Regions from separate parts of the Mus musculus genome. Here all the other regions are linked to region 1. A link is a contact called in public Hi-C data. All regions are on one chromosome and are shown on one strand. The core of a region is the stretch at or near the end of the contact, and the rest is flanking DNA. Distances in the headings are between cores, read along the strand shown. Region 1 holds the start of Gpr6 (G protein-coupled receptor 6). Region 2 overlaps Fig4 (FIG4 phosphoinositide 5-phosphatase). Region 3 overlaps Fig4 (FIG4 phosphoinositide 5-phosphatase).

Evidence for each region. A called contact is a pair of places that touch in the nucleus more often than the background predicts.
Region 2: a Hi-C map of cortical neurons shows a contact between it and region 1, with 1.6 times the contacts expected there. The contact joins the enhancer-like site here to the promoter of Gpr6 in region 1. A contact is called at or near these places in 18 of 39 promoter capture datasets (the 3T3-L1 cell line, 3T3-L1-derived adipocytes, the C10 cell line and 13 more), 1 of 15 datasets of contacts at CTCF or cohesin (the NIH/3T3 cell line), 3 of 484 Hi-C or Micro-C datasets (cerebral cortex, cortical neurons and nephron progenitors) and 4 of 115 datasets of contacts at active chromatin or transcription factors (SST interneurons, embryonic forebrain, forebrain and 1 more).
Region 3: a contact with region 1 is called in a Hi-C map of cerebral cortex, with 2.2 times the contacts expected there. The contact joins the enhancer-like site here to the promoter of Gpr6 in region 1. A contact is called at or near these places in 9 of 39 promoter capture datasets (the 3T3-L1 cell line, 3T3-L1-derived adipocytes, cranial neural crest and 4 more), 5 of 484 Hi-C or Micro-C datasets (the N1E-115 cell line, cerebral cortex, cortical neurons and 2 more), 2 of 115 datasets of contacts at active chromatin or transcription factors (embryonic forebrain and forebrain) and 1 of 9 other capture datasets (embryonic stem cells).

The regions. Positions count from the first base shown.
Region 1 is chr10:41,070,895-41,073,671 of GRCm38.p6, forward strand. Gpr6 (G protein-coupled receptor 6) reads right to left here and starts at 1,396. Exons shown (of 2, transcript NM_199058.2): 1 at 1,233-1,396; 2 at 1-709. The coding sequence starts at 690.
Region 2 is chr10:41,203,766-41,206,679 of GRCm38.p6, forward strand. All of the region lies in intron 22 of Fig4 (FIG4 phosphoinositide 5-phosphatase), which reads right to left. Among named protein-coding and RNA genes, the nearest start is that of Gm25526, 11 kb to the right of the region's middle. Within about 2 kb of position 1,321, at least 27 of the 459 cell types and tissues checked have an H3K27ac peak or open chromatin away from gene starts, as enhancers often do. A contact at or near this core is called in cerebral cortex and cortical neurons, where this site is marked.
Region 3 is chr10:41,244,142-41,246,975 of GRCm38.p6, forward strand. The region is part of intron 15 of Fig4 (FIG4 phosphoinositide 5-phosphatase); the gene reads right to left. Among named protein-coding and RNA genes, the nearest start is that of Gm25526, 30 kb to the left of the region's middle. Within about 2 kb of position 1,535, at least 28 of the 459 cell types and tissues checked have an H3K27ac peak or open chromatin away from gene starts, as enhancers often do. A contact at or near this core is called in cerebral cortex and hippocampal neurons, where this site is marked.

The sequences.
Region 1 (2,777 bases), core at 146-2,645:
CAACGCCACATGGCTGCGTGTCAGGGGGCGCACCACGCTGCAGGACGTGCGGTCGGCCAAGCAGTTCCAGCCTAGAACAGGCAGCAACCCCAACCCGAGGGACACTGTCCAGGTGGCTGCTAGCAAGAGGTGCACGCCCAACAGGGTCCGGCGCGAGTAGTAGGTGAGCGCGTTGTACAAAGACAGGTAACGGTCAACTGTGATAGCAAGCAGGCTGCTGACTGAGGCGGCAAAGGACGCCACCAGGAAGCCCACCATGAGCAGGCTCACAGTCTCCGAGGGCACCACGTACTGGAACACGAAGTGTAAGATGAGGCCACAGCCCGCCAACAGGTCAGCAGTGGCCAGACTACCCACGAGCACAAACATGGGCGTGCGCAGCGCGGGAGTGGACGCGATGAGCGCCACCACCAGCGCATTTTCGCCTGCGATCACAGTTCCCGACACGCACAGCAGCACATCCCAGGGATTCACTGCCGAAAGCAGTAGTCCCGAGGGCCCTGCTGGCAGCTGAGAAGACAGCTCCAGTGACCCGTTAGGTCCGCCGCCGCCTCCCAGCGCTGCGGATGCTGCTGGGGGTCCCCATTCGCCGGTGTCCGGTGCCCCTGCTGCTGTAGCCGCAGCTGCCGCTCCCTCGGCCGCTACTGCCACCACTTGGGACTCGTTGAGCGCGGCGGCGCTAGCGTTCATCGCCGCTAGATGTTGCTCCCTGCACAAAAGGGACCGCAGATTGTCAGGTGCACTGCCCAAGCTACCGATGAACTTTCCCCGCTCTAACTGCTTCACTTAAATTGCTTATCTCACCTCAGGAACACGCACGGAGCGCAGTGGGGGAAGTGGGGGAAAAGTGAGAACCCCAATAAATAAGCACCTGTTGAGTGAATGAATGAACGGAATATACGGGGTTTCTGAGCTTTGGCAGAGGTGCATAGATAGATTCCACTACGCACTAGCATGCATGAACACCCTAAAACAAATCAACCTAGAGAGTCATCTCTTTGCAAGCCTGAGCTGGGCAAAGCCGCTGTCCGCGGTCCTGAAAGAGAAGTTTGAGAGCCAGAGACCCCAGGTCTGGAACTGGGGATTGAAAGGCTAAGGGGGGAATCTGCTAAGGTGCAGTGGTCAAGCCTTGCTCCAATTCTTTGACTCCTGGACGGACTCACTCCAGGACTGCCTTTTACCCCCTCGCCTTCCCCAGAAGCTCAAAGTACCCTTAGGAGCCCGCTGCTCACCTGGGGAGTCAGGGATCCCGGGAGTCTCTGGTCATGCGCTCCGCGGCTGTGTGCCTGGCTATCCTCCCTGCGCGGTCCGAGCAGCTGCCTGCAGAAGGCTGCCCCGCGTCAAAGAGGAAAGTACTGGTCGCCTGTCGCTGAGCCACCTTCGCTGCGAGTGAGAGGCAGTGGCAGAGATGGCAGGCTGCGAGCTGCGAGCTGCGCGCCTGCCCGAGATTGACAGGCGGGGTCCGGTGACGTCAGGCTCTGGGTTCTGGTTTCAGTGCATTACTAGCCACACCCGCCAGGCCAATCCTTCTTGACATTTCCCCACCCCTCACAGAAACATTTCAGAGAGATCCAGAAGGAAGGAGAAGCCAGAGTCTCTACCAGTCCAGATACCTCCAGGAATGGGATGGGGCTGAGAGGAGAGAGAGAGAAAGGATTGAAGAGAGCCTGAGGCCAGGCGAAAGAGGGTGAGCTGGAAAAGGAAGGCGAGGGGTGAGTGACAATAAGCCACATAGCAAAGGCCAGAGCCAAGGACCACTGAAACGAAGAAGCCACGGAGAAGGGGCGGTTGGGGCATCTGTAAAGGAGAGAGAGAGAGAGAAGTTCTCTTTGTAAGAGTGTTTATAGCGTTTGTGCCACTTGGCTATAGCCAGGGAAGAAACACAGAGCCGAGAAAAAAGACAAGATAAAAGGACAAGACTGGAAACCGTTTCTTTTTCCAGAGATTTACCCGAGGAATCCTCCCCCCCCCCCACCGTCCCCGTCCCCGTCATCTTTCTGAGCCCTCCCCTGCAGGTTCCACCACTATCTGATCTCTGCCCTTCTTGCTGGTGCCCTTGCAACTGCTCTTTAACTGAAGACAAGGTCTGTGTCTTGTTAGAAAAGAAGAAAACAGCAAAATGTGATTTACTTTCCTGGCAACAGACTTTGCCCTGCTAATTACTACCTTATAAAACAAATTATAGGACCAAAATAGTGATAAGTCAGCTGCACAAGACTTCAGTAGGCACGGGTTTTATTTTCAGCCCAGATAAATCACCCTTTTGGTTCAAAGGTGTTTTGGTTTGTCAGTAAAAATGCAAGTATTTGTCTCTTTCCTTTGTAACGAGACAGAATCTCCAATAGCTGTACTTGGGCCAAAAGCTAACGCAGCTGACTCTGTAAGAGGCTCTAAAAGAAATGAATACACACTGCTATTACAAGGCTGGACTGGGGCCACTGCTGTGGCCTTCACACATTACATGAAAAAAAAGCAACATACATTGTAGGTGCTTCTTGCCTCCTCCCAGCCAGTGCATATAAAGGAGGGGGGAAAGGAAAGGAGGGAGAGAGAGAGAGAGAGAGAGAGAGAGAGAGAGAGAGAGAGAGAGAGAGACTGAGACTCAGCAGGCCCATAGTCTGGGGGAGCATAGGGATGCTTGTGTTGGCTACTTTATAGACAGGACCTCCCAAACCACCCCTGCTCCTGCCTCAGTGCACCTGAACTTACCTGGGAGATGGCTCATGCCTAAGAATGCCCAGTTCTTCATGGCAACAGCCAATGCTGGGCTATGCATG
Region 2 (2,914 bases), core at 71-2,570, 130 kb after region 1:
TGAAATCGTGACCCCCTAAATCGATCTACCCTCTTTTTGAATGGTTTCCATCAGATACATGTTACAGAAATCACTAGTGACAAACATCACTACTTTTGCTACCCTACTATTTCCGCTTTTGTGTGAACATTTGGAGATAGAGTTTTAAAATTATTGTATTTGTGCTAGCAAGATGGCTCAGTGAGTATAGGTGTGGGCTTCGAAGCCTGACAACCTGGATTTGATCCCTAGAACCCCCATGTTGGGAGAGGGCTGATGCCCCAAGTTGTCCTCCCACCTTCACACAAGCATAGTAGTATGCACATACACGTATGCATGCACACATGCGCGAGCGCGCGCACACACACACACACACACACACACACATCAAATAAACAGAAAACAAAAACCTATCAGACACATTTATCTTAAAAGTATATTTTTCACTCATATTCCAAATGGACAACTAAATACAAGACTTGTGCCTATGTGGCTCTGCCAGCCTCACTGCTGACTGGCACTGCCATGCCCTCTCTGCTCCCTCAGAAGATCACTCCCACTTCTCCTCTGGCAGTCCTTGTTCTCCTTGGGGATGGTGCACCCACCACAGGCATTCAGATGGGGCAGCCCTTATCTGCGTTCCTGAAGGTGTTTATTTTCCCTGCCACCGCAGTGTCTGGGAGCATCCCGACAGTCTTTGTTAGTGGTTACAGGGTCACAAGCGGCCAGAAGAGTAGAGCTGCACGCACTCAGAGGACTGGGGCTTTTTATGTTCTACCCTAACAAAGAGTGGGTAGCTAGGAGGCTAGAGGGACAGAGTGACAGCACAGATTAGATCCTGCAGTATTGACTCTTCCAGTATACCAAGGTCACTGAAAAGGAAAAACAAAAACTAAAAGCCAACCATCCCCAGACTCCCTTGGAATTTGATTTCAAAATGTGGCCATGGCTCTTTTACGGAGGTATTCGAGTGCTGCTTTGATTTGTAACTGGGTCACATGGACAGAACGATCTACTTTGTAGACAGAGGCAAAGGCAGCTGCACTCTTGACTTGGCCAGAGCTGCAGTGACTTTCTCAAGACGGTGGAGGCGGTTGGTTTTGGAGCCAGCAGCTGCTGTGACAGCTAGCTTCCTGACCAAGGCAGCATGGCAGTCCCTCTGACAGCCTGCCACATGGTTCAGGGAATGATTCCTGCAAGTCTGATTTGCAGTCTGTTTCTACTGCCCTGCCATGATCCGGAAAACCCCAAGCTAAGTCACTCTGTTCACTCTGCCTAGAACAGAGCACCACGCTGTCTGTGACTGACTCCTGTCCATCAGAGCCAGCGAGATGATAAAGCACACCCAGCCACACCCCGCCCCAGGCCTCTTATCTCAGCTGCAGCAGGTACCGGGTTGTGGGTGACTCCCATCTTGAGGCAGGCACATGTGTTTGTTCTCCAAGGAGACAGAAGGGACAGTCTACTTCTGGCACACACACAAACGGCAGTGGCAATACTTCTTATATTCAAGCCACAGTCACTGGTATTTTTGATTCACTTTTTATATTCTCCTGGAGAACTCTAAAATTAAACTGTCATTTGTATCTTTGTATCCTTTTACAGAACTGGTGTCAGGGAAATGAGGCATGATAATTGTTTTCTGACCTGAAGCAGGTAAAATGCTTCCAACTTAGGATGCAGTTCGTGAACAGTATAGCCTCCCTCCTATTAGCTGGACATATTATCTACCAAATGTGAACGAGCTGTTCTGCCTCAGCCGTGCCTATATAAACACTGGGGAAGTAGCAGTGAGAGTTGGCTGGGTCATTTTGAGGGTTCTAACTAGAAGATTCAACAGCTATTTAATGAGAAAGTGCTTGGCTTTGAGCCCTGCAGGCAACAGGGGTTGGTCATCTTGCACAGGGCTGGTCTGTTCAAAGGGGGCACTTCTGACAGCAAAGGACAGGTAGCACCAAGCATAGACAGGTGTTTTCAAAGGGTAAAGTATGTGACTGCTCCTATATGGAGTCCCTCAGGGCAACAGGTCACCTCTGAGACGCAGACCATTAGGACTTGTGTCTCCTATGTCCTTGCATTTCCTGGAACAGCAGCAGGTGTGGCTTCTCACTCCTAGAAATCCAGTGTGTGCAGAAACAGCCATGTGTCTTGCCTCTCACGTGTAGGTGACAGGACCCTGCTTGTTTCCTTGACACCAATTCCAATAATCAGCAGTAGGACAGTGATTAAGATACCATGAGACTTCAGTATAACCAGATTTCTGGAACCCAAGAACTGGGACAAATTAAATTGTAGTGAACAGGATGCTCCTTCAGTGTTGAAACTCATTACAAAATGATTGAGCCACACTCCTGCACCCCTCCTACTTGACCCAGCACGAAAGCCATCCATTCCATGGACAGACATCTGCAAACGGAGGCAGTCTTTGACAGCCTGGGCATGCCAGAACCCAAGCAGCATAAGGGTACACACGCACTGGGGCAGCTGGGTTGAGTACTGGGCACACTTAAGATGAGAAGGGCGTCATTGAGGTCGGTGACTCTATTAAGGAGTCACAGTCTGAATGGACTGTACTGGAGACAATCCCGGAGGAGGGGTGATGGGAGATTAATTACATATGAGGACTAACCAAATAAGCAGTAATTGGAGTCAAATTCTCCCTGTTGGAGAAGTCTAGAATAAACACCAGATACTTTGTAATTAAGCATCATTACCAACCTACAGATGCAAATATATTTTGTTTGTATCTATAAAGATATTGGATGTTCATATTATATAATTAAAATGTGTAATAGACACATATGTATTTCTCTATATAGTTGTATATAGTATATACATCTGTGCATGTCAACATGGCACGCTATTTGAGTTGGCCTGGATTCGTGACCCTGCAGTGGCAATAGGTACATCTAGTGCCCAGATCTTGGCTTTAATA
Region 3 (2,834 bases), core at 285-2,784, 170 kb after region 1:
AACAGAAGTACAGTCATGTTTGCCTAAACATGAGCAACTGGCAGTCTCTGGGGGTGGGGATTATGAGTTATTTGTGAGATACTCTGTACTTTCTAAAATTGACTCATAATATGTTTAATTGAAAGGAAATCAATCCTTCTAGAACCTTCCATGTTCTTTATTGCAGATACAAGGTTAACAAGAACCTGGCTGTTGAAGTTTTATAATTTATTAAGAAGCTGGTTTGTGAGTGTGTGTGTGTGTGTGTGTGTGTGTGTGTGTGTGTGTGTGTGTGTGCGTGTGATGGGAAGAGCCAGGGGACACGGTGGAGTGGTTAGGGAAGGGAGGAGGTTGTGGTCTACAGACCTAACTGCAAAGACCTGAAGGGAACCAAGCTGAGCAAAACCACAACAGGGTGAAGCCCAGGGAAGGGGCAGGGTGGTAGCAGCAGAAAGAGCCAAGGATTACAGACAGATGGAGCCACAGCCCGTGCTCCCAAGTCATAGGAAGAAAATTGATTTTAAAAGTAATGGAAACCCCAGGAAGTGTCTTTGTTTGTGTTTGTTTTGAAGAGAAGAGTGATAAGACTGATTTAACTTTATTTTTTAGTTATTTTTAATTTTTAAGCATTTTAATGAATGTGAATTCCACAGCATGCACCCCAGTTCCACTCATCGTTCCGTCCACACCCTTTATCTACCCTCTGCCCTTGTGACCTCTCAACAAAAGAACATAAAAAAACAAGACAACTCTTGCTATGGAAGCTGTGGTGCATCAGTGTGTCACACAGTACACCCTCTGTCCACACAGCTTTACTGCAAACACTCATTGTCATGAGCCATTGGTCTGGTTTGAGGCCTCTGGCTTTTGCTACACTATCAATAGCAAACTTCACTGGGACTCCTCTTAGATACCCTGCTGTTACCCTGTGCCATGGAGACCCTGCAGCTTTGGATGTGTAGGACCTGCCCCTTCATGTGCTGCAGCAGTGCATAGATAGGGTGGATGTTAGGGTGGGTCGGTTCAGAGCCCTGAATCTGGGTCTGTGTGGGTAGCTGCCTTGGCCAGCTTTCCTGTACTGACTTGACTTTAGAACATAGAAGTCACATTGCCTGAGAGGCATACATGCCCGAATGTGGCGTGGGTGAGCACAACAATGCTGAGTTAAGTGTGGGTGGAGAGATGGGAGGGAAGGGAAGAGGAACTGTGTACACTATGAAGTGAGGCAGAACTGGAGGCCTGTCTACGCTGCCACCTGAGGCCACGGGGATGCCCCGGCCTGTGCCAACATGGAGGCCCTTGTCTGGGTCCATGGCCGTGCAGGAGCAGGAATATCTGTGTTAATATCCATGGCCCACGTGTCCACCAAAGGCCGTTCGGACACCCCTGGCCTGGGGTGCCACGTTGATGTCTAAGTGCAGAGCTGTCTGCGCCCCTCACCTGCAGTGTAAGAGAGCTGGGCCTGATCATGTGAGCATGGGAGAGCCAGCCCCACCCCTCACCAGTTGTAGCACTCAGGAGAGCTGACCCCCACCCCTGTCCAGGACAGTGCTAGAGAGCTGGCCCTGATCACATGAGCAGGAGAGAGCTGGCCTATTTTGCTGGCTGCTGCAGACAGGAGTGCTGGCTCTTGGGGCTCAGCTGCAGGACAGCTGCCACCCAAGCCCAGATTTAAATTTACCCAACCTATGAACAGCCAAAGCACATGAAGGAGCAGGTCCTGCAGAACAAAGCTGCAGCAGCAGGAGATCCGAGAGGAGTCCCACTGAGGCCCCAGTATCGATAGTGTAGCAGAAGCCAGAAGCCTGAACCAGACCAATGACTCATGGCAATGAACCTTTCAAAGTAAAGATGTTTGGGCAAAGGGTATATTGTATGACACACTGTGTATTGTCCATGGCAAGATCTTTCTTTCTTTCTCTTTTGTTTTGTTTTTATTTATTTATTTTATTTTTATTTTTTGTTCTCTTTTTTTTTTTGGTGGGGGAGGATGCAAGGGCAGAGGGCAGACATAAAGGGATGAGAAGGTGAGTGGGATTAAGGTACATGATGTGAAATTCAGAAAGAATCAATAAAGAAGAAACCATCCTCAGCATAAGCAGTTCCTCTGGGAAAAATAAATAAACCAGACAGCCTACGAGCAAGCAGCAGGTAGCGATAGTAGACTCCGAGATGAGTCAGAGCCACCGTGGCTTCTGAGAGATGCTGTTGCCCAAACTGTCTGCTGTGGAGAGGGCTCAGGGTACATCTCAGTAGCAAAATACTTATGTGGCATGTAAAAGCCCTGAGTTTGATCCCACTATGAAAGGCAGGGAAGGCAGAAGAGAGGAGAAGATGGGAGGGGAGGGGGGCAGGAAATAACAGAAGGCTTCCATTCGTATTTAGGACACAGAGTCAACAAGATTTGCTAACACAGGAGACTGTGGTAAGATGGCTGATAAGGAACCTGAAGGATTTAAGGATGGTTCTTAGATATGAGGTGGAAAAAAATGAGTGGAGAAACAGGTTAAAGATAATTAAGAGTTTCTGGCTCAGAAATGGCAAATTTGGCTCAGAATGTGTGTGTGTGTGTGTGTGTGTGTGTGTGTGTGTGTGTGTTTGTGTGTGTGTGTGATAGGTATGTTATATGTGTGTGGTAGGTATGTATGGGGGGGGGAGTTATGTGGTAGATATGTGTGGTATGTGTGTGTGTTGTTTAGGAGTCAAATCCTGGGCCTTACACATGCTGGGCAAGGGTTCTACCAATAAACCAAATCTCTGGCTTTTGTTTCTGTGAGTCAGGGTCTCACTGTGTAGCTTAACCTGGCTTTAAACTTACTGTGTAGTCCAAATGGCCTTGAACTCAAGATCATTCC